Linked DNA regions of Mus musculus: region 2 is linked to region 1. A link is a contact called in public Hi-C data. All regions are on one chromosome and are shown on one strand. The core of a region is the stretch at or near the end of the contact, and the rest is flanking DNA. Distances in the headings are between cores, read along the strand shown.

Region 1 (5,177 bases), core at 2,179-4,678:
ATTAAACAGACTTGTTTCTGTGAAAAAACTCACAGCACAATCTTAGAACCTATAAATATTCTTTATATTTTTCCCACCTCCTATCTTCCAATTAATCCACTCCATATTGTCTTGGGTCTTTGGAACTACTCCAAATTTCCACCTTCATGGATGTGGACTCCAGACAGCCAAACTCAAAGTCCTCAGTTCTTATTCTGATACCTCCCATGGCACAGTACCAATTAAACCCATTCCTTTTTCTGAAATCGCATTAATCTTATGCGTTAGGTTGAAAAAAAAAAGATACATGCAACACATTGTTGGTTACCTTTATTACGCAATGTGTGGACATATAAAAAGCACAAGATTCAGACTCCTCCACTTGACTTTCTAAAGGTATCTTCAACTCAGTTCTGCATGATTGCAAGGCAAGCACTTATACAATGACCCATTTCTCCATACTTTCAAGTGTTTCTGTTCTCCACATATTCTAAGTCAAGAACTCAGCAGCTATTTGGTAAAAGTAAATATGATATTAACCATCTTTTCATGGGATTTTTTTTTTGTACGAGACACTAAAGGCATTTAATAGAAGTGCACTAGGAAGCTGCCCCTACTCTTTGAGACACTCAGAATCCAAGGCTTGGTCAGCACTGTCTCCACTTTGTAGACAAACCTTTGGCCTCTCTCATGGTCTTCTAGCGTGGGAAATTCTTAGGATACAATTGGAACAGCTTGCCTTCCTGTGTGGGCTCGAAGCCATATATCTCCAGGTTATCAGCATCAAAAGTCCCTCTTTAAAGTCTTTTTCAAGACTTCCGGGGCGGGAGCACCAAAATGGTGCCAGAACCAGTAGCAGGTTGAGCCATGGTTCCGGGCTTCTAGTCCCGTTCTAGACATGGAGGATGTGGAGGTGCGCTTTGCTCACCTCTTGCAGCCCATCAGGGATCTCACTAAGAACTGGGAGGTGGACGTGGCAGCACAGCTGGCTGGACCAGATCTGCATTTCTTTTGATGAAGGCAAAACCACAATGAACTTCATTGAGGCAGCACTGTTGATCCAGGGCTCAGCCTGTGTCTACAGTAAGAAGGTGGAGTACCTCTACTCGCTGGTCTACCAGGCTCTCGATTTTATTTCTGGCAAGAGGCGGGCCAAATAGCTCTCCTTAGTTCAGGATGATGGGAGAAAGAAGACTGTCAACTCAGCGACTCCCTGTGAAACAGAGAATGAGTTCCTGTCACTGGACGACTTCCCCGACTCCCTGGCTAATGTGGATCTGAAAAATGATCAGGCATCCGGTGAGCCGTTTATCATACCCCTACTGCCCATGGCCCTGGTGGCCCCTGATGAAGCGGAAAAGAACAGCGGCCCCTTGTATAGCTGTCAGGGTGACGTCTTGGCCAGCCGGAAGGATTTCAGGATGAACACGTGTATTCCTAACCCCTGAGGCTGCTTTATGTTAGATCCAGTGGGAATGTGTCCTGTGAAACCTGTGGTGCCCGTGGTGCCTGTGGTGCCGGTGGAGCCATACCCCATGTCCAGGAGCCAGAAAGATCCCGAGGACGCTGACGAGCAGCCCAAGGAAGTGTCTAGGAACGGGAGTCCTGTTCCTGTACTTGACATCTCCCAAGAGCCAGATGGCCCAGCGCTCAGCGGTGGAGAGGAGGATGCAGAGGATGGAGCAGAGCCCCTGAAGGTTGCTCTAGAGCCTGCAGAGCCCAGGACCTCACAGCAGAGTGCCATCTTGCCAAGGAGATACATGCTAAGGGGCCCCGGAGCCTGCCTCTCGGCTGCAGGAGACCCCAGACCCCTGGCAGAGCCTGGACCCTTTTGACTCCTTAGAATCTAAGGTCCTCCAGAAAGGGAAACCCTATTCTGTGCCACCTGGTGTGGAGGAGGCTCCAGGACAGAAGCACAAGAGGAAGGGTGCCACCAAGTTGCAGAACTTCCACAAGTGGTACAAGGATGCCTATGCTGAACACCCTGACGGCAGGAGGGCTCGGTGGAAGGGCCCAACCTTTGCAGACATGGAAGTCCTGTACTGGAAACACGTGAAAGAACAGCTCGAGACCCTTCAGAAACTGCGGAGACGTAAGATAAACAAGAGATGGCTACCTGGGGCCAAGCAGGATCTGTGGCCTACAGAGGAGGACCTCGGGGTAGCAGATGACTTTCTAGAGCCCGAGGAGTATGTGGAGGAGCCTGCAGGGGTGATGCCCAAAGCAGCTGCTGACCTTGATGCAGAGGCCATGAGATACAAGGAGCTGGTTCGAAGAAATGTGGAACTCTTCATTGCCACCTCCCAGAAGTGTATCCAGGAGACAGAGCTGAGCCAACGCATCAGGGACTGGGAAGATACCATCCAGCCCCTGCTCCAGAAGCAGGAGCAGCATATGCCCTTTGATATCCATATCTATGGGGACCAGTTGGCTTCCCGGTTCCCCCAGCTCAATGAATGGTGTCCCTTTTCAGAGCTTGTAGCAGGGCAGCCTGCTTTTGAGGTGTGCCGCTCCATGCTGGCCTCCTTGCAACTGGCTAATGACTACACAGTGGAGATCACTCAGCAGCCAGGACTGGAGGCAGCTGTGGACACAATGTCTCTAAGACTGCTCACACACCAGCGAGCCCACACCCGCTTCCAGACCTATGCTGCACAATCCATGGCCCAGCCTTGAGTGGACAGCACTGAGGCAGGGCTGAAAAGTAGTATACACCTGGAGGTCTTTGCCCCTAATGTGCTATGGGGCCATTCACTCCAGTGCTGCCTCCTGGTTGGCCTAGCCTAATAAAGTGTTGCTACCCCACCTGTTTAAAAAAAAAAAAAAAAAAAAAAAAAAAAGTCTTTTTCGATAGCGGGTGCAACTGTTTCCTGGAAGAGCTCTTTGGCTGTCAGAGGTGTGTCTATCCCTGCAGGAGCTCGATAATTAACGTAGGGATTGAGCTTGAAGCCCGTCAAGTCCGGGACGACAAATTCTGGAACCATTTCTTTTATTTGCACAAACTGCCTATCAGAAGTATAGATGCTTGTTTTCTTGGCACCCCGACTCTTAGTGAAGGTGCTTGGCCCCCGCTTGCTTGTCCACTTGCTCATCTTGTCCGCTCCCCACACCAGGCTTTGAGTCACAGCAGTCAGGAAACCCATGCTGGGCTCTGAATAAATCAGCTCTGGGCTGAAGGCTCTAGAGCTCGGCCCACAAGCCTCTTCTCCCTTTTGACCTGAGACAGCTCAGACACGGTTTCCCCAGCCTGAGCCATTTAAAACACCGCCAGACCAGTCACTCCTCCCAAGGCAACAGCAAAGTCCTCCCTGCGTTTCCAACCGTAGGCGGGGTCAGACACTCCGTAGCAAGAGCCTTGCCAACTGGTCACCAGGGCGCCCAATGCCCAGCCTCAGCGTAGCAGAGGGGGTGCGGGCCTGGAGGCTAAGCCAATCCACGCAGTCGCGCAGAGCCGGATGTGGATCGAAGGTGACGGTCGGGCTCTAGCCTATGGAGCCGTTGCTCTTAGCTCTCATCAACCCCACGACAGAAGGCTCACAACCGCAGCGCCGGAATCCGGCCGCGGGACTGGTGCGAGCATCATCCGTGCTGCCCTGGGTGCTGGGAGTAGGGACTTGCAGACCCTCCGAGTCACTTTCGACCCTTGGTTTCCCGAACTGTCGAGCTATAGAGGACGGGCCGGTGACCGGCGGTCTACCCCACAGTCTGGCGCGTGGCCAAGTCTACGTGGTTCTCTAGTTAATCATCTTTGCTCCCAACACACGCACCGAGCCTGTGATGTCGTCCACACGCTACCCGCTGTGACTGGGTCTCTTTTCGCCCTTCACCTCTCTCCTTTGATACCGGGTCCTCTGGTCCCTCGCTTGCTCTCCTCTGGGGTAGGGGTGTTACTCCTCGGCTATAACCATCTCCTCTTTCCTCACTGCTTTTGATCGAGACCCCTTCTAGGCTGGGATCTTTGCTGTACTGTGAGACCTCTACACCGCGTTCTTTATCTTTCCCCTTGCCTACATCACCCCGCCCGTGTGAGGCCCACCCTCTAGTTGGTCACGTTTCCCTGTCGATTGCCTCCTTCATCCCTGTTCTGCTTCGCTCTTGGGCCACTTTCTTATCTGACCCTTCATAGGATTTTAGAAAGTGTCCATCACTTTTAACAGCCATTCAAAAAGTAAGTTTCGGTTGCTGGAACACAACTTACCACCAGCTGAGATCTCCATCCTACACGGAACTCTTCGGTTCCTGTGGTGGAATTGAAGTACTTGGCTCTCACTACAGACTTATGGAAACTCTGAGAGGAATGAGAAAGCTGAAACCAATCTTGTGGTAGAAATTCAAAATTTCCTAAGATTCCCAGAACCCAGGCAAATGCGATGCTATTGGAACCATTTTATTTCATTCTATTTTTTATATATGAGTGTTTTTTCTCATAGTGGATATGACATGCATGCCTGGTGTTCTCAAAGCCCAGAAGATAGCACTGGATCCCTACGAACTGAAGTTACAGGTAGTTGTGAGAAACAATGTGGGTGCTGGTAATTGAACCTAGATTTCTGGAAGAACAGCCAGTGCTCTTAAATTCTAAGCCGTCTCTCCAGCCCAAGTAGAGTTCTTAGAAACAAAAGTGTAACTATTCTTCCACCATTGATCTGTGGAAAACGTGAGTTCAGTCGCATCATTTCTTGTCCTGGCATATGTGTTCTTTGGATTTGGTTCTGATTTGACTTTACAAACAGTTGTCAACAGTCTGACATGGGCTTTGGCAACAAAACTCCATTCCTTTACAGCAGAGCTATACCAGTTCTTAACCACTGAGACACCACCCTCCCAGACTCTTCACTCTTTAAAAAATTGAGAAGGAGTTGGGACTAGAAGGATGGCTTTGAGATTAATAGCACTAGATGCTCTTCCAGAGGACCCAAGTTTGATTCCAGTAATCCACATGGTGGCTTGCACCATCTACAACTATAGTTCCCTCTTCTTGCCTTGGCAGGTACCAGACACAAACATAATGCACAAACATAAATAAAGATAAAACACTCATACATTTAAGAATAATTTTTATGCTTTTAAAACATGAAGATGGTTACCTACATAGATGTCTCAATGGCTAACAGCACTTACTGCTCTTGCAGGCGATCCAACTTCATTTCCCAGTACCACCAAACAGGTCACAACTCCCTAAAACTCCAGAACCAAGG
Region 2 (5,842 bases), core at 574-3,073, 650 kb before region 1:
TATTTGTGAGAGCCCTGGGATCAGGGGCCCACAATCCCGTTTTTTGTTAGGTGGTTGTCAGATTCATTGATTGGGGGCAGGAGCCTCCCCTTTATATTACGAATTGAGCAGCACTCACTAGCTTTGTGATAACCCTTTCCACAACGAGAGCAAAGAGTAGCCACTCGGGCCTGCTCTGGGAAGGGTCAGTCTTTCTTTAGGTGGCCTATCTTTCCACAGTTAAAACAAGCTCTTTGTTTGCTGATAGAGGGGCGCTTTTGTGATTGTAATATGGCTGCAGCCAGCCCTGCATTAGTAAGTGGACATCCTAGTTCTCTACATACCCTAAGCCAATCTTGCAATCCCTTGTTTTTTCTTGGCGTGTTTGCAGTCCTGCTTTCCTGTGTGGCCTGCTCATAAACAAGCTGTTCAATTAATGGCATAGCCTGTTGAGGGTCTCCAAAAACCCTTCCTGCAGCCTCTGTCATTCGTGCTACAAAGTCTGAGAACGGCTCCTAGGAGCCCTGGATAATCTTTGTAAGGTGGCCTCCAGCTTCTCCCTTTCTTGTAAGAGCTTTCCAAGCCTTAATGGCAGCCGCTGATATCTGAGCATATGCTCCCCAATGATAATTAGTCTGATTGGCAGCATACTGTCCTTGGCCTGTTAATAATTCAAAAGTTCATTGCCTCTGATTATCATCTTCTGCCACAGCATTAATTCTTGCCTGATTCTGGGCAGCCTCATACCACAAGGCTTTCCATTCCATGTATTGTCCAATATTAGGTAGAGTGGCTTTAACTGTCATTTGCCAGTCTGCTGGAGTCATTGCTGTATTGGCAAATCTCTCGACCTGTACTAAGGTGAAGTTGGCATTGACTCCATAATTACGGACAGATTCGGCAAGTTCCTTAATTCGTTGATATTCTACAGAAGCATGTATGCATCCTGCGCCGTCTCCAGCATCGAAGACTGGAAAAGCCATCTGAATCTCTTTTAATTCCTCCTGAGGCAGAAAGGAACTAGCACCATATCTTGATTCATATGGTGGAGGCTCTGAGGGCTTGGGTGATGGCTGTATGCCCCCCCTTTTATTAACCTTTTGCTGTACTCTGTGATCAGGGCCATACCTTGCCTCTTCATATCTTGCTGCTTCCTCTTCTAATTCTGCCTCTTCACTAGGGTCTAAATCATCAGGATCTGAGCAACAAGTTCTAGGGCTTCTAGATCTTGGGTGGGATAAATATTACTAAGTTTACCTGTAGGGGGCACGTTTTCACCTTCCCCTTTTTTCACTCCCCCCCGTTTCTAGCATCCGGGGAGGTCCTTTTTCCTTAGACGTGTCTTTTTTCTTTTTACCAGCTCCTAATCTCTCGCTCCGTTCGGTTTCTGACATGCTGTCCTGAACCTCCTCTAACGTCTCTTGTCCCTCAACTACTGCAGGTTGGCAGGTCTCATCTTCTGAGCAATTCTTTATTAATTTCCAAATTGCCTTAGTGCCTAGGCGTAAGTCTCCTTCCTCAAATTTTCTATCTAGGTCTCTTCCTAGTTTATTCCACGAGGCTGTGGTCAGGGAACCTGAACAAGCATACCATGGGGCAACATGGTCAATCTCTTTGACAAAATTTTGTACAGTGCGGGTGGCAATCTTGAGATCTCTCTGCTTAAGGACAACTTGCAGTGTGTTTACAACTGACTGTGATGACCCCATTGTGCCTGCAGTTTATCTACATCCGACTTAAGGCACACTGAAGCAGAAGTGAAAGTAGAAAACCACACTCCACTCCAAAAGCAGAAGTCTGTTCCTGAAGCAGAAGTCTGCTCTCAAAGCAGAAGTCTGCTCCCGGAGCAGAAGTGAAAGTAAAATGCCACGCTCCACTCTCTTATGTACGAGAGACTGACTGAGCTTGACGGTGCCGTCGCTTATCTACGTCGGACTGACCGCACCTCAAAATTAACACCAACCATGATGAACACAATAAGACACCAGGAGAAAGAAGACAAGCACCAGGGTTACCAAAACCAAAACTTCCACCGACCCTTCCCACGGTGCTTCTAGATTGAGACCAAAGTCAAAAGGAACAACAGGCTCACGATCAGACATGCCTCTCCGAAGTTACCTTCCACTGCAGTTCTGAATCTGCCCCGTTTCCAGGGGTCTCCTCAGTGCCGGAGATGTTGTAGTTCCCGGGTTTCAGCACCAGATGTCCCTGTGTGAGAAGGAGTCTCGCCGGCGAGGACACACACACAGGACACACTTGGATCCTTCTGCAGCAAAGCTTAATGGATCTCGAGAGAAAGATGATCAGCTTCTGGGGAGGAGACCCAGAACACAGGAAACTCGGTCCTTAAATAGACCACGAAGAGCGGTTGGAGACGTGTCTTGCCCTGACTGGTTGCTCACCATCAGCCCAGATGACGCCACGGGACAGGCAGGGTACAAGGAATGGAAAAATACCCCAGCACATGCGCAGACTACTTGTTTACCAGTTAGAACACCGGATGTCAGCACCATCTTGTAATGGCGATTGCAAGGGCAGCTCCTCACAGAGGGGAAGGAGCTATGATTTTAATTTCTCCCTCATAATTATTATTTATAACACCTGGATAAATCTGCAGGCCTTTTACAATAGAACTGCTTCGTCCTAAAAGAAAGCCACAAGTTTCTACGGGTAGGGGTCCAAAGACTCTGGTAGGCAGAGTTTGGACTCCCCTTTCTGGGGTTAATACTGTGTGGATAGTGGGATGGAGGTCCAGTCTTGTATTTCCTGGGTTTGACCTGATAAGCTTTAAAACTGATCTTTTTGGCTAGGCAGCAGTTTTATAGCCCCATAAGCTGTTTTCTTTGAGTAAGTCAGGATCTGGGGCTGACCCCTTCCCTCATTTCCCAGCACCTGGCAGCTCAGAATGCCTGGCTTAGACTTGCACTCTCTGGCCCAGTGGTGGCCCTTCTTGCACCAGGAACAAATTCCTGGGGCATGGCCTGCTTGCCTATCCTCAGCACCATTGTTCTTAGGACAATTACTTTTAAAATGATCCAAACTTCTACATTTAAAACATGCATTATTCTCTCATTTCCACAAGAACATTGCTTGTACATGGGTCCCCTGCAAAATTGCACAAGATGGCCCAAAGTCTGCAGAAAGACGGATATATCCCACCAAATCTGTCTGTCCCTTATGCGGTTGAATCGTGGCTCAGCACATTGCGTTAGCATTCTCATAAGCCAATTGCATAACAAAAAGCCTTCCCGTGCCTGACTTTCTAAGGATTCTACTAGCTGAAATTAAAAGCCTGTCCACAAAGTTTTGGTAAGGCTCATCAGAACTCTGCCAAATGCTAGTTAAACTTTTACCAATATCTCTTTTAACTGGCAACAGTCCCCAAGCACTGCACGCAGCCACAATTTGCATGTACACTGTAATGGGAAAATCAGTCTGATTTGTCTGTATCTCATATGGACCCTCTCCTAAAAGCATGTTGCTATCCCAGTCTAAATTAACAACCTGAGCATTTAAAGTGGCAGTTTTTTTACTGGCGTCTCACCATTCAGAATTCCAAAGCAAAAAACGTCTCCTCTTGACAGGGTAGCCTTACAAAGAGTCTTCCAATCTAGGGGGGTTAAGTATGACTCCATGACGGTATCCAGTAGCACTTGAGTGGATGGGGCTGAAGGGCCATATTGCACAACAGCTGTTTTTAATTCCTTTTATCAACTTGAAATCCAAAGTCTGGTAATGTCTGACCCTACCATCTTGTTGATCAACTATCTCGACCTCCAGAAAGGCTAGCATATCAGACATACTCTGTCCTCTCCCATGTGCCTGACTCACAGCTCTTTCTAGCGGCACCTGGTGAACTTTAGAAGAGTTACTCTTCCCCGCTTCTGATATCCTTTTTAGCTCCTGAAGCTCATTAGTCAACTTCTGAAGCCTAATTTCAAACTCTAATTTGCTTAGTCGCGTGTCCCTATGAGTAGCACCTCCCTAGGTGGGGACCATAGGTGGAGCAGAAGACTTGCAAGAAGGCCAATTCTCATCAAAATAATGAGCAGCTCCTCTATCTGAGTGATTCTTGTTAGAAATTAGTTCCATCATCAGAGTTATCAATTCTAGAGTTAAGAGGACCCTTTTCTGAGAAGGCCCTCTCCAATAGGTGCTCTTCCTGAGATTCTACAAGCTCTGTCTGGGTACAATCTAACCCCGGAGAGGTAGCATCTTTGATAGCATCATATACATGAGCCCAGAGGCCTAAGGTGAAATTATCTGCCTGAGTGATTTTCAAGGCCTCACCAACTTTCTCCCAGGTTCTGCAATCTACTGTTTCTTCTTCCTTGAACCATGGGCAACAGCTATCTATACTATCTAAAAAATTTCTTACCAATTGTACATCAAGCCCTACTCCTCTGGCCTGAAACAGCTCCTAAAAGCTGGGGACAACCCCTTGATTCCAGTTTGTAGTTCTGATTAATATGCTGCTGACCAAAACAGAACCAGCATTGGGTAAGTGCTGAATTAAGCTTAGTTCGTATTCTACTGCACCCTCAGCAACACTTTAAAAACATGAAATTTTAAGCTAGCGCTAGCATGTGTACCTGTTTGTTGCTCCGGTGCCCAATACAAAGACCATTTGCTTTTCCAGTGGAGCTCCACATGGACAGCGTTCTCTCAGTGTCCTTCTGCCATTCTTCAGGTCCCTGGTCTGGCACCAAACTGTTGCATGCAGTCCAGCGGCTCACTAGGAATGGGGTATGGCTGAAGTGGCAGACTCGAGCTGAAAGAAAAGAAACTAGACGGACAAGAGAAAGAACAGAGCTAAAACAACCCAGGTTCTGATCAAAGCTCAATTTTACTATTCGGTACACTGAGTTATGAAGGAGGGGAAAGGAGCCTATTCCCGCCAAGTCATCCTGGAGTCCAGTTTCAGGTGACCACGTGTTCGGCTCCAGAACAGATGTGAGGCTGGCAGCAGCAGTGGGAGTGGCAGAACGACAGGGCGGCAGGCTCCACCCCTATGCTCTCTTCTTGCTGACAGTGAAACCTGAGCAATCAGGTTTCAGGCTGAGGGAGGGAGGTTACACAATAAAGAAACCAAAATAGTCATTCCATGGGTTAAATGGAAAAGGGAAATTCTAATTTTCTAAAACTCTCTTTCAGAAAATCATACAGAAATTCTTGAATCCAGCATTGACTATGACATGGCAATAGGAACCAGTCCTATGTGAGTTGAAGGTTCACATGTTTGTCTTCCCAGTGATAAGGATAATTATTCTAATTTTAGCAAGCAGCCACCTTCTAAACCTTCTGATGGATTGGGTTTCCTGTCTAAATCACAGTCTTTGGGAAAGGATTTTCTTGGTAACAACAACAAAAAACAAAACAAAAAAAAAAAAAAAAAAAAAAAAAAAACCTATGTTTTTACTCATGTAAAGTATTTAACAGCTTGTTGGTGAACAATTCTCAAAGACATAAGTAGTTAAACATACATCTTATATTAATTATTGTTAATCTATTTAGATCTTTATGACAACTTTTCAATCATTTCTAAAATCATTACTACCCTAAGAAAGTTCAGACTTATATCACTTTCGTATTTTAAAAGGAGATACAATTTTCTACCTTTCTTTTCCTTTTCCCCACATAATTACCCCTAGTTTCACACCCTAATGCTAGACAGAAGAGATAGGAGAGAGGAAAGAAAGAGGCACACAAAGAGATCAATGAATATTTTTGTTTCGTCCTTGACCATCTGAAAACTGCAACCAAACTTCCTATATGACCAAAATCTGGCAACAGCAACTATCCTCTCCACCTCTCACAGTAATGAAAGAATTGCTCTCTACAGAAATCTTCCTCTTAGGTGTCA

What was found. A called contact is a pair of places that touch in the nucleus more often than the background predicts.
Region 2: a contact with region 1 is called in a Hi-C map of CD8 T cells, with 2.8 times the contacts expected there. The contact joins two enhancer-like sites. A contact is called at or near these places in 2 of 484 Hi-C or Micro-C datasets (CD8 T cells and the G1E-ER4 cell line) and 1 of 115 datasets of contacts at active chromatin or transcription factors (T-cell acute lymphoblastic leukemia).

Annotation. Positions count from the first base shown.
Region 1 is chr17:17,908,517-17,913,693 of GRCm38.p6, reverse strand. It overlaps the pseudogene Gm9481 and the pseudogene Gm7535. Among named protein-coding and RNA genes, the nearest start is that of Fpr2, 23 kb to the right of the region's middle. Within about 2 kb of position 3,428, at least 206 of the 459 cell types and tissues checked have an H3K27ac peak or open chromatin away from gene starts, as enhancers often do. A contact at or near this core is called in CD8 T cells, where this site is marked.
Region 2 is chr17:18,554,897-18,560,738 of GRCm38.p6, reverse strand. No RefSeq gene overlaps it. Among named protein-coding and RNA genes, the nearest start is that of Vmn2r96, 24 kb to the left of the region's middle. Within about 2 kb of position 1,823, at least 78 of the 459 cell types and tissues checked have an H3K27ac peak or open chromatin away from gene starts, as enhancers often do. A contact at or near this core is called in CD8 T cells, where this site is marked.